Regions from separate parts of the Mus musculus genome. Here region 1 is linked to region 2. Evidence: chromatin contacts called from public Hi-C data. All regions are on one chromosome and are shown on one strand. The core of a region is the stretch at or near the end of the contact, and the rest is flanking DNA. Distances in the headings are between cores, read along the strand shown.

Region 1 (6,489 bases), core at 461-2,960, 240 kb before region 2:
CCTACAGTGAACTCCAGATCCTGTGAGAGATCTTATTTCAACTAGTAAGATGGAGAGAGGTTAGGGAAGGCACCTGATGCCAACTTTTGGCCTCCATATGCACCCAGGTGTACCAACACTGAAACGCACACATATACAACACACACACAGACACACATGTATTTTCACTTAAAAGCAAATTCAAAATCACAAAAATATTCTCTCCCCCAGGTATCTGCATATAATATTTTTTTTACCCAGAGTCTACAAAAAACAAACAAACAAACAAACAAAAACAACACACACACCAAAACTCTTCAGACTGAAACCCTGTAACGTGTAAAATAGTAATATGTTATAAACGGGGTATGAAATATGACCCCAACTGGGTACAATCCATCTGCCTCCTGTGTCTAATCAATAGTCCTGCCAGCAGATCCATAGAGAAGAATTACAGTCACAATGTAAGAAGCAACATGTAAGCTTGAATACGATCTGGTCCCTGTCTAGTTAAGGGTCAAATTAACCTCTCTTTCTGCTCTGTGGTATAGTAGGTGTGGTCAAAGCCACGTCACTAGAGACAATCCTGCCTCCCGATGTGAAACTTTGTGTTCTGTGAACAGAGATTTGATTTGGCCACAGTTGATTGTGCTTTCTACCCAAATCTGCAGGCCCGGCAGTGAGACAAGCTCGTTCATTCAGCTTTCTCAAAAGGAAATGGCAGGCAGTGGTGGCGCACACCTTTGATCCCAGCACATGGCAGGCAGAGGCAGGTGGATTTCTGAGTTTAAGGACAGTCTAGTCAAAAGAGTGAGTTCCAGGACAGTCAGGGCTATACAGGGAAACCCTGCCTCAAAAAAACAAAAACAAAACAAAAACCAAACAAACAAACAAACAAAAAAACCAACAAAAATAAGAAAAAGAAAGAAAGAAAAGAAAAAGGAAACACTAGCCTAAGTTTGGAAGTTAAGATGCTGTCTTCCCACCCAGTGCTCTACAGCTACACTTGACACTCTCAGGTTTGCAGCCCTGAGATTTGTGAGGTAGAGGAGGAGAGGTGAGAAGAAGGAGAGAGCTAACAGCTTAGCACATACAGAGACGGGAGCCTGAGAGTCAAGTCCAGCAAGTAAACATGGCCAGTAGGCATCGCAATTATGAATCTGGAGATGCGCCAGATGGCATGATCCGCAAAATGAAATCGAAAGGACCTTCCTGTGTCCCACTTTCATGTGTGTGTTTATGTATGTGGGTACATACAGATGCCAGTCAACTGCGGGTGCTGTCCCTCGGGAGCCATCTTTCTTATTTTTGAGACTGGTTCTTATATTGCAACTCAGGAGCTCGAAGACTGGAAGGTTGGCTAGCCAATGAGCCCCAAGGATCCACCTAGCTCCACCCCCAATGCTAGAATTACACGTGGGCACCACCGTCTCTACTTATTAAAACTCAGGGCCTTCTGCTTGCACAGCAAACGCTTTCATTACTCAGTCATCTCCCCAGCCCTCGTGCGTCAACACTGAAGCTTCAGTAGAGACCCTGAGAAACAGACCGTGCGGGTGAAACCAAGAGTCTACTAAGCGCACGCCCACAACGCAGGTTTCCTGGGGTAAGTGTCTGATTCTTTATTTTCTTCCGTAGCCTGAGGGAAAATTCAGAAGACAAATACTCCCTTCAACAAACAAGTCAGATGACCCGTAAGTGAGGTGAACTCCAAGGCTAAGGTGGATCCAGGGGCAGGACAAACTGTTCGCACGCCTAGCATCTGTGGACTCTACCCTCCAAGCGCTTCCCCGGTCTTGTCGCGAGAACCAGAACCGTCGCTTTCAGGAACTCTCCATACTACAGAGTAAGTAACGTTTGAAAACAATGCGTTTTTAATAGAAAGAAAGCAAATTTATTTATCACACTGCAAAGAGAACAGTGGCCGTGGTAGGAGCAGACAAGTAATTTAAAAATAACTCATCCAATCACCTAGAATAGAAAGTTAGTTATTTTAAACTCTATGCCTACTTTAATTGTTTAATGTGGCATTTGTTTTAAATATTTCTACTCTCAAAAATTCCATGTTTTTGTACTTCATTTTTTAAAAAGTACCTTTTACTTAGTGTGTGTGTGTGTGTGTGTGTGTGTGTGTACACATAACCCCGTGAGGGGAAAGGAATGTATGTGAAAAGGCATAGTGTGGAGTTCAGAGGACAACTTGCAAGAGTCCGTTCTCTGCTTCCAACCACGTGGCTCCTAAGTGTTGAGCTTAGGTCGTCCGGCTTGGCAGTAGGCTTCTTTTCCCACTGAGCCATCTCACTAGCTCTAAACTCTGACTTTGTTGTATCTCCTTGTTAAATTTTCCAATAGAAATAGAAGGGGCATTTAACTGGACTATGGAGGCACCTTATCAGAGTATCTGGGCTTCCTTGCCTCTTTACATTATTCCTTAAAATGAGAGCCTGGAAGAACCCATGATTTGGATACTAAAGTGGCAGGCTTCAGAGTTATATATTACATCATAGCTGAAGATATCATTGCAGGTTCACTTCTTTACTTGTGGACTAGAACCACATGCTATTGAACTGGCTCACAAGTATATTATATATGCCTCAAGAAAAGGGAAATGATAAAGAAACAGTGTAAGGTCAACATGGTCAGAAATCACACACCCTCCTTTTTCATTTAATTAACAATTCTGTGATTAAAAATCATTGGTTCATCACAGAGGAAATAGGACTTTATAAAACCAGTGCTCGGGTCTCAAAGAGCAGCTTCCTCCTCTTTGCCAGACAAACACTGAACCCAGTCAAGCAAACAGAACCAGAACCCCCCACCCAAGGGGGCCTCATTGTCTCTGTCCTAAATCTATTTCACCCTGGCATGTGGCTGCCAGTTCATCATCTACAGCAGAGGCACGTCCTTAGCTAACTGTTTCTGTCCCTCCCTGTGTATCTGCAGGACAGGGCTGGGAACAGACAAGTGGGGTCTGAAGTGGCTTTGCTTTGTGTATATGTTTCTAGGAAGGCAATGCGGGGCATCTTCATTTCCTCTTCCTTTGTTTGTCTTGGCCTAATTGAAGTCCTGTTGGCTCTGTGCCAAGGCATCTCTGTTTCACCTGGTAATAAATGGTCCTTCTCTGTCCACTTCTCAGGCTACACTAACCTTTAGATGAGCCACTAGCTCTTCTGAGTGGTGTTCCCAGCCCAGGGCTCTGTGCTGCAAAGAATTGATGTATATCAAAGCAAGTTTTGACATATGTCAAAACATGTGCACCAGGTAAATACAGGAGCACCAGAGACATCATGATGCTGTCTGTGGCTTTTCTGACAAGGTCAGAGCCTACCCCTGCTTGCTTGGGAATGTTGTTGGCGATTTTAATAAAAATAGTGAGGTCATAGTATAGCTTCTTGCTAAGGTTCAGTTTACAGTTGGATATTTCTGGCATCACTGGGTGACCATTGCTCTCTCTATCTCAGTGAATAAGATGAAATTTGTCACAAAATGAGTATATATCTACAGTCTATCCAAAGATGGCATGACATGCCAAAAGTACATTGATGCATTACGTGTGGGTGTCATGCGTACGTACATGCTCGCACATGTGTACATGTTCGTGTATCTATGGGTGTGCATGTGTGTGGCTAGATATAAACCTCACGGGTCTTCCTCAGTCGTGTTTTATCTTGTTTTGGAGGCAGAGGTTTTGCACTAGCCTGGAGACTCGTGGCTGGGATGGCTGGCCAGTAAGTCCTGGGGACCCACCCCCTTCATCTTCCCAGTGCCTGGATTCTAAGCATGTACCTCCATGCCTAGTTTTTAATGTAGGTTCTAGGGCTTGAACTCAGGTCCCCATGCTTTTGCTGCAAGCCCTTTACCAACTGAGCTATCGCTTTCCCCATTCCTTAACAGGTGCTTCTGAACGTGTACAACACTAGTAACGGAAGAGGTCAAAGTTCAGAAAGAGAGGAATTTCCCAAATGATCCAAATCCAAGCTTAGAGAAGCCAAAGTCATAGCCACTGGGCAGGACCTCTCTTGGCAAGTCATCTATTACTGGAATTATTATTCAGAAACAGATGTTAATAAATTTTTTAATGTGGAAAGTTTGTGTTCATTCTGTTTTCTTTTGCTGTTTCCTTTCTTCTAAGTGCCTGGTTTTTGAGAGATAAGTAGTTGTCAGCCAGCGTTTCATACAGGAGGTCTAGAATGAAAGAGAGAGAGAGAGAGAGAGAGAGAGAGAGAGAGAGAGAGAGAAGTCACCGTGCTAAACAGTAGCCAAGCCAACACTATCAATTCCCAAAACAAAGTTCCTTCACTTCCAAAATGTCACAATTCATGCAAAACAAGACACCCATTTCCTCTGAAATATCTGCTCAGCTTGCCCCAAAGAAGCAGTCCACCCTCAAACCAGCAAAATTGGTTATTGTGTGGTCAGTGCTTAGAGTAGGCTACACATCCTTATTCTGGCCTGCACTGTGGCTATCGGGATTCTTTTCAGTTTTTGCTCTGGAAAATGATAGCTGCGTTTTCGTATAAATCTTTATACACATTTCCAGTGCTCTCGTGGTACAAGTTTATAAAATGAAAATTGCTCACACAAAGCATGGTAATAGCTGTAGAACTCTAATTGACATTACCAAACAACACTCTAAAATAGCACAAAACATGTGCCTCTAACTGCACGATGCCAGTTTGTACTTGACCTGTGACCTATGTGAGGGGTGATTTCCCATAGCCGCTTTAGCACTGAATGCTGTCAAGGAGATAAGCAAAAACCATGTTCCCAGTTTCACTTGAACTTCTTCCTTACCAGGGGAATTGGGGGGTGTTTCCATGTTGATACTCTGTTTGGAGGTTTTTGTTATTAATATGCATTTTATTTCCATTACTTTATTTTTAATTAATTATTTTATTTATTTACACCCCAAATGTTGCCCCCTCTCCCCAGTTTCCTCTCCCAGATGTCTTCACTGTTTCTCCCCTCCCCTTCGACTAAACCCCAGAGCTTCCCCCATCCTGGGGCATCAAATCTCCACAGGATTAGGCACATCCTCTCTCACTGAGGCCAGACAAGGTGGTCCTGTGGTACATCTGTGCTGAGGTCCACAGACCAGCCCATGTGTGTTCTTTGGTTGCTGGCTCAGCCTCTAGGAGCTCCCAGGGATCCAGGTTAGTTGACACTGTTGGTCTTCCTATGGGGTTGTCATCCCCTTCAGCTCCTTCAATCCTTCCCCTAACTCTTCCTCAGGGGTCCTCAACCTCAGTCCAAAGTCTGGCTGTGAGTATCTGCATCTGTCTCAGTCTGCTGCAGGCAGAGCCTCTCAGAGGACAGCCATACTAGGCTCCTGTCTGCAAGCACAACATAGCATCAGGAATAGTGCCAGGGTTTGGTGCCTGTCCATGGGATGGATCCAAAATTGGGTCTGTCACTGGATGTCCTTTCCTTTAGTCTTTGCTACATTTTTGTCCCTGTATTTATTTTAGACAGGAATAATTCTGGCTCAAACATTTTGAAGGTGGATTGGTGACTTTTATATCCCTGCCCTGGGGGTCTGGCCTATCTACTTGAGGTGGTCTTTTCAGATCTCCCCACTGTTGGGCATGCTGGCTAAGGTCACCCCCCCCCCCATTGACTCCTGAGAGCCTGTCACATCCCAGCTCTCTGGGACTTTCTGGAGATCGCCCCCCCCCCACCTCCTACTCCAGCAGCTGCATATCCCTATCCATTCTCTTGACCCTCTAAGCGTATCTCCTGTCTCCCCTTATACCTGATCCTTCCCCCTTTCCCCTCCCCTCTCCCACCCAGATCTCTTCCTATTTCTGCCTCCCATGATTATTTTATCGCCACTTCTGAGTGAAATTGAAGCATTCTTACTTGGGACTTCCTCCTTGTTAAACTTCTTATAGTCTGTGAATTGTATCCTGGGTATTCTGTACTTTTTGGCTAATATTCACTTCTCAGTGAGTACTCACCATGCAAGTCCTTTTGGGTCTGAGTTACCTCACTCAGGATGATATTTTTTAGTTCCATCCATTTGCCTGCAAAATTCATGATGTTCTCATTTTTAATAGCTGAATAGATTTCCATTGTGTAAATGAACCACATTTTCTGTATCCATCCTTCAGTTGAGGGACATCTGGGTTGATTCAAGTTTCTGCATATTATGAAAAAGGCTGCTATGAACAAAGTGGAGCACCTATGTATGGACACTTGATCTTTGACAAAGAAGCCAAAAACATACAGTGGAAAAAAGAAAGCATCTTTAACAAATGATGCTGGTCTAACTGGCAGTCGGAATTTTATCACCTCACACAAGCTCAAGTCCAAGTGGATCTAGGGCCTCTGTATAAAACCAGATAGAAGAGAAAGTGGGAAATAACTTCAATGCATTGGCACAGGGGCACATTTCCTGAACAGGACACCAATGGCTTAGGCTCTAAGATCAACTATTGATAAATGGGATCTCATGAAACTGATAAACTTCTATCAGGCAAAGGACACTGCCAATGGGACAAAACAGCAACC
Region 2 (6,382 bases), core at 156-2,655:
AAGCATTTCTCCCTTTTTAACCCATCAGACCCCTGTGTGAATTTCCATCAATGAATAGGATCTCCATGTCTTGAGAAGCTAGCTGACTTTTACAGGCCTTGTTGCCTTCTATGGGGAGTCAAAAGCCCCGTGTGCTTACTGCAGTGCCGTAACGAAGTAGCTGGGGCACGTCTGGTGTCTCTTCTTGTTGGGTGCTGAAAGCATCAGGGCTTCATTCTCTGACATCATGGACACCTAATGACCCGCTGAAGGGTTCCATGTCTAGATACCATCATATGTTGAGGTGTAGGGCTTGGAATATGAATTTGCGTGGAGACAAACCCATACCTCACACTCTTTCCAAGTGCATGAGGCAACCTCTCTGGAATAGAAGAGATTCTCTTCTTGTGGGAATGCATTGGTGGAGTGCCGCTTCACATTTGGTGAATAGCCTCAATTGGTTAAGCAGTTACTAGTTGCTCAATACATGGATGTTATCATTGAGTAAGAACTATCGTTTTGTTTGTTTTGACCCAAATGCATTCATTGTCACATGCATGTGGGAGGCATGGCCCATAGATGTGATCATTCAAAAGCCACTAACATATATTTGTTAGAGGTTGGGCGCTGAGGTGCAACTGTACACTTTCAGTACACAATGGACACATTCCCTTTCAACGTGTGAGACAGAGGTGCCACCTGGAGGACGTAACAGTAAGTGCAGCTCCTGCTGTTGCCCCAGAGTTTACAGAAATGGTAACCACACACACTCGGTCAATTACCGAAGTGACAAGCTTTGCAAAAAAGATAATGCTTACTCATGCTGTGGCAAAACATGAGGAGACATGGGACATGATACAGGTCTCAAAGCCACATGCCCTAGGGCTTGAAGATATGTATAGGGCAGAGAAATGGTAATTACTGTGTGGGGAAGAGTTGGAGGGATCTGTGGTTTACAAACACACAATTAGATTCCAGAGGCCGTTAGGAGATACACATTCAGAAAACGGGGGTATTCACATCATCGGAAGATGGAGTGATGGCCCTCTGGCATCATAAAGTCACCCATCACATACCTGTATGTTTTCAAGGTAAGAGTCAGTGGCTTCAACAAGCAAGGTCTTCAAGTCACTGGGAAGTAACCTAGGCAACTGTTATCACCGTGATCGGAACACCAGGAGCATTAGCCACAGCAAAGCTAGGAGGCAAACAGCGTGTAGCTCACTGCCACCTCTATGGCTGCTGCTTGTCAAAGTTGACAGAAAGCTAATGAGCTGAGGGTTTGCCCGGGTTTCCCCGCTAAAGCCCATACCCTGACTCTGTGTGTGTGTGTGTGTGTGTGTGTGTGTGTGTGTGTGTGTGTGCAGGCCATGAGGCAGCCCCTGCAGTGTGTATGTATGTGCTTTGCAACATCTCTCTCTTAGAGAATGGACTTTGGACATCCTCACAGCACTCCAGGCTTCTGTCCTAAGGGAAGGTCCCACTGCTCAGCAGTATGTGGATGTTTGAAGTGAAAACAGAAGGCTACTTCCTGTTGTTAATGTAAGATCCCTAGGTTCTCTTGAATAGACTCTCCTATTTAGAAAACATCTTCAGATGGCCCAGTGAGGTGTCTCCAAGGATGAAGGCACTTGCTAACAAGCTTAATATCCTGAGTTCAGTCCTGAAACCTGCATGGCAGGAGAAAACAGACTACCACAAGTAACCCTCTGAACTCTATATACTTGTTAGAACACAGGCCCATATGTACACACACACATACACTGCACGAACACATACACATGTGCACACACACACACACACACACACACACACACACACACAAAGTGGATAATCTTCAGAACTGACATCTTAGATTGTAGATGCAAGGCTGACTTGGACTATACAGGGAAACCCTGTCTCCAAAATTAATTACTTAAAATTAAAACGAAATAAATGATGTTTCAAAATGAACTCTAGACTGAGTGGGTGGCACCTGTAATCCCAGCATTCAAGGTGAAGGCAGGTGAACTGTGAGTTTGAGGCCAACGTGGACACAGAGCAATACCCCATGTCACAAGAGAACGGCTGAGGATGTCACTACATGGGAGAGCACATGCCTTGTGTGTGCACTGTCCTATGCGTCCTATCACAGTGCAGCTGAGAGGGAGAGGAAAGAGAAAGAAAGGCTCCGATTGTTTATTACATACACCAAGCATCGTTTTGTTACAAGCAACAGCAAGGACCCGGGTGACCATGTTAAGTGGCCTCATCTCACTTTCTGTGGCTTATCTCCAATAATGTTCGTTGTGGGACCTGAATGATTTGCTGTTTCCCTTTTGTTGATGATAATGCTCCTTATAGCTACACTCCTGAGCAGGAACCCTGAGTGGAAGATCAGTGTGCAGGGCTTGTGTGGTGAATGGCTCCCAAGAGCAGGACATGCTATGGTGTCCAGCATGGACATCACACTGTCCACTCACTACATGGACCCCACACACTGTCACTTTTCAAAGGAAAGTTTTTGCAGCAAAAAAGGACAAGACAGCCTATTTTAAAACGGCGTTCCTAAGACCACAAGGCTTCTTCCATATGTCTAGTCTGCTATTTGATGCAACAAAAAGGCTGCCCCTGAATCAGATGGTCCTGGGGTCAAATTCTTCCAATGTAAACATTGGCTGTACACTGACTTCTCTGCTCTCAGTTATCTCACCTGTATTATGGAGTAATGGCTATAGGGTAATTATAAAGCAAGATTCTCATATCTAGACATCCAATAAAGTCTAACTAGTGCTTGGCCCATAAATCTTAGGATTTCAGGAATATATACTGTTGACATGGAGATCTTCGATCCACTTCCAACCCTATCAAAAGTTAAAGCTACACTGATTGGTGTAAGGAGGCGTTCCATTGCCTAGAAACACATCATCACGGCGGGGAGTATGGCAGCATGCAGGCAGACAGGGTGCTAGAGAAGTTGCTGAGAGTTCACATCTGGATCTGCAGTCTGCAGCCAGCAGGGAGAGAGCTACTGGGCCAGGCTTTCTCTTTTGAAACCTCAAAGCCCAACCTGCCAGTGACACACTTCCTCCAACAGGCCACATCTCCCAATCCTTCTCGAGTATTTCAACTCCCTGGTGACTAAGCATTCAAATATAGGATCCTGGGGTGGGGGTGGGGAGCAATATTATTCAAACCACCATAAGTACCGTACTTATATAGAAGGAAAATTTTGCCATAAATCTTTTCCAAAGGAGCCATTGTTTCATACCTCAACAGTGCCCTCTAGTGCCCAGCCTTGACATTGACCGATGAACCAAGTCTTCATTAACCACCTGAAATGAACTGTGTAGTGTGAGATGAAAGCAAGGGGCAGGAGGTAACGTAATGGATTACAATCTTGCCTTCTGGAGGCTGAGACAGTAAAATCACAAGTTCAAGGACAGCCCGTGCTGCGAAGTTAGATCCTGTCTCAGTAAGCAACAGTGACAAAAATCAGCTTCCTTTTTATAATTTTGTTTTTATTTTTCTTGTCTATTTTCTAGTGGAAAATGACCCCCACTTCATCATTTACCTGCCCAAAAGCAAAAGGAATATTTGTTTCAATATTGACTCAGAACCTGGGAAAATCCTAAGCCTGGTGTCTGACCCAGAATCAGGTAACATAAGAGCAGATTCCATTTGCAGCAACTCATCGCATGACGGCTAGACTTCCTTGTGTCCACCTGGATTCGTTTTTTCTCACCCCATTAGATAGACTATAGCTTTTAAAAGTGCTATAACTAGTAAGAAACTTATATATATATATCACGTCAAGCAAGTATAACTTAAAAATACCTATTCTGAGCACAAGCTAGCTGATGTTTTATTTTATAAAAAAATATTAACTTTAAAATATCTCGTAAAGGAAAAATATTTGTATTATGACATTGTTGACTTGCCAGGCTTTATAAATACAAACTGTGGTGCCCACTCCTGGGGCCCAGAGGAGAAAGCATGTTTTCCTTTACAGGGATTGTAGTCAACGGTCAGCTTATCGGCGCCAAGAGGGCAGAGAATGGAAAGCTAAGCACCTACTTTGGAAAACTGGGGTTTTATTTCCAAAAGGAAGGCATGAAGATAGAAATCAGCACCGAGACCATCACCCTGAGCTCTGGCTCCTCTACATCTCGACTGTCCTGGTCCGACACAGCTCATCTTGGAAACTCGAGGCAAGTAGTGTTCCACCTCCGTTCCCATCAGCCCTTGGGACACGGCTGCAGAAGCAAGCCCAGCCTCAACCTCAGAGAGATCATCCAGCCGTCCTTTTAGATACAAGGACGCTGAGGTTCAGGGTGGCTCTTCTCTTGCACTGGGGTATCCCTGGGTCCAGGAATTGTTTTCAGTGTTCACCGTGTCTCACTGACAAGGCTCAGTGAGAAGCAACAGTAAGTGCTCAGTATATGCAAGCAGACCTGCGCATTGGGATCTGGAGCTGACTACATCAAGTATGCTCCAAATGGTATGATTGTATTTTATGCAAGAGTATCTTCCCAGCTAGGGCCTGGCCACTGACCGTTTTAGACAGCCCACATGCAGTGAAGCCCTCGCTGGAGGACCCGAGAGTTTGTTATATTACCTGAATTCAATCTCAGACAGGACCCACAAAGTGGAGGGAGAGAAGAGAGCCTGCAAGTTGTCTTTTTCTGATCTCCACTAGTATGTATGCATACATACATGGGTGGGCACATAAACACACACACACACACACACACACACACATACACACACACACACACAGAGAGAGAGAGAGAGAGAGAGAGAGAGAGAGAGAGAGAGCTCTGAAATCATCTAGAAACTCGTTCAATGTTGGCTTTCCCATAGGGTGCTCATCTCTGTGAAGAAAGAAAAATCTGTGACTCTCACCCTGAATAAAGAGCTGTTCTTTTCCGTTCTGCTGCATCGTGTGTGGAGGAAGCACCCAGTTAACGTGGACTTCCTGGGGATCTACGCTCCCCCCATAGACAAGTTCTCACCTAGAGTGCATGGACTGTTAGGTACTGTATTTCGACTGTCAGCATGCGGGAGACTTGGATTATGGTTAGAAGCTGGGAAGGTGGCAGGTAAGGCCATGAGAGCAGAGAGCCTAGCGTGACAGGATGGCTTGGGAACATTATGGCCAACACCATCTGCCCAATGACACAAAAGTGGCAACTTAGGACAAGGGATAAAACAGGCTAAAATTTACACTAAGGTTTTTTGTTTGTGTGACCAAAGAGAGGTGACTTGGTTTAGGAAGTCTGTGACAAGTAGACTCCATAACATCAGATACTTTAAGAAGACTTCAGACATAAGCATGTGACACCTCAAACCACTCTGCATCTATGATCTCAGCTACACTCTATAATACCTTCCCAGCCTGCTGCCATCACGTGGGTAGTTATTCACTGATGGTCTAGTAAACTGGCATCAAGTATAAAGAGATTCTGCAGGGCAGATCAGTATGCTGCTCGAGCCCAGTGACAGGCCTTGGAGTCCATGTAAATTCATGTCTATGCTTTGTGTCATTAGGCCAGTTCATGCAGGAGCCAGCCATCCACATCTTCAATGAGAGACCCGGAAAGGAGCCGGGAAAACCCGAGGCAAGCATGGAGGTGAAAGGACATAAGCTGACTGTCACCAGGTAGGTCCTGGACTAATAAGAAAAGCCACCTGGCATGCTGTCAAACTTCTCAAGTCACTGGCAATACATGCACATACAATGTTAGCCAGAGGACATGTCAGATAGCCCAGACTAAATGCAAATCATGACCACATGTATGTGCGTACACATCACGAAATGGCAAGGTGAATTAATCTAGTGCTCTCATCCGAATGTTAGAGCCCTGCGGTCAGAAACTGAGTAATTAAAACAGTTGACCAAAGGAAGAGATCATAAAATGTCCAGGAGGCACAGTTCTAGAGAAGGCATGTGTATTATTATGTAAAAGCCTCTTGAACATGGGTAGTTTTTTTTACATATATCACATCCATGAGCTTCATTTCAAAGTGGGAATTTAGCACTCTGAGTGTAAACTATTAATCTTTGAATTTCAGTCCCCTCCTTCTTGTTCAATTGTCTCCCTTGTGCCTCATTTGATAGAATTTTGAAGCATTTTTGTCTTTTTGATATTTTATAAAGCAATTAATTTTCCTTATTAGAAATAACAGTACAGAAATGCCGTCATCTTCCACATAGTTAAAATGTAACTTTGCAGTCATAATTAAATCTCAAATTATGTATGCTGCATGCCATCACAGAGCAGACACATGAAGTCTAATGGTGGCTTCTGATTATATCACCCAAATGGTGTTGGCTTACCAGACAGAAAATAGTGGGTTATTAACAGACATCAGTAAGCATGGAGAAATGGTGAGACCCACTCAGCAATCGCCGTACAGCACA

The links. A called contact is a pair of places that touch in the nucleus more often than the background predicts.
Region 1: a contact with region 2 is called in a Hi-C map of the Ba/F3 cell line, with 2.3 times the contacts expected there. The contact joins two enhancer-like sites. A contact is called at or near these places in 1 of 15 datasets of contacts at CTCF or cohesin (the NIH/3T3 cell line), 3 of 484 Hi-C or Micro-C datasets (the AtT-20 cell line, the Ba/F3 cell line and embryonic fibroblasts) and 2 of 115 datasets of contacts at active chromatin or transcription factors (CD8 T cells and craniofacial prominence).

What each region holds. Positions count from the first base shown.
Region 1 is chr2:10,336,857-10,343,345 of GRCm38.p6, reverse strand. It overlaps Gm13261 (a long non-coding RNA gene), which reads left to right. Exons shown (of 4, transcript XR_001783229.2): 3 at 1,618-1,825. Among named protein-coding and RNA genes, the nearest start is that of Gm39758, 20 kb to the right of the region's middle. Within about 2 kb of position 1,710, at least 12 of the 459 cell types and tissues checked have an H3K27ac peak or open chromatin away from gene starts, as enhancers often do. A contact at or near this core is called in the Ba/F3 cell line, where this site is marked.
Region 2 is chr2:10,095,689-10,102,070 of GRCm38.p6, reverse strand. It overlaps Itih2 (inter-alpha trypsin inhibitor, heavy chain 2), which reads left to right. Exons shown (of 21, transcript NM_010582.3): 17 at 3,504-3,617; 18 at 3,971-4,169; 19 at 4,822-4,994; 20 at 5,509-5,620. Among named protein-coding and RNA genes, the nearest start is that of Kin, 18 kb to the right of the region's middle. Within about 2 kb of position 1,405, at least 8 of the 459 cell types and tissues checked have an H3K27ac peak or open chromatin away from gene starts, as enhancers often do. A contact at or near this core is called in the Ba/F3 cell line, where this site is marked.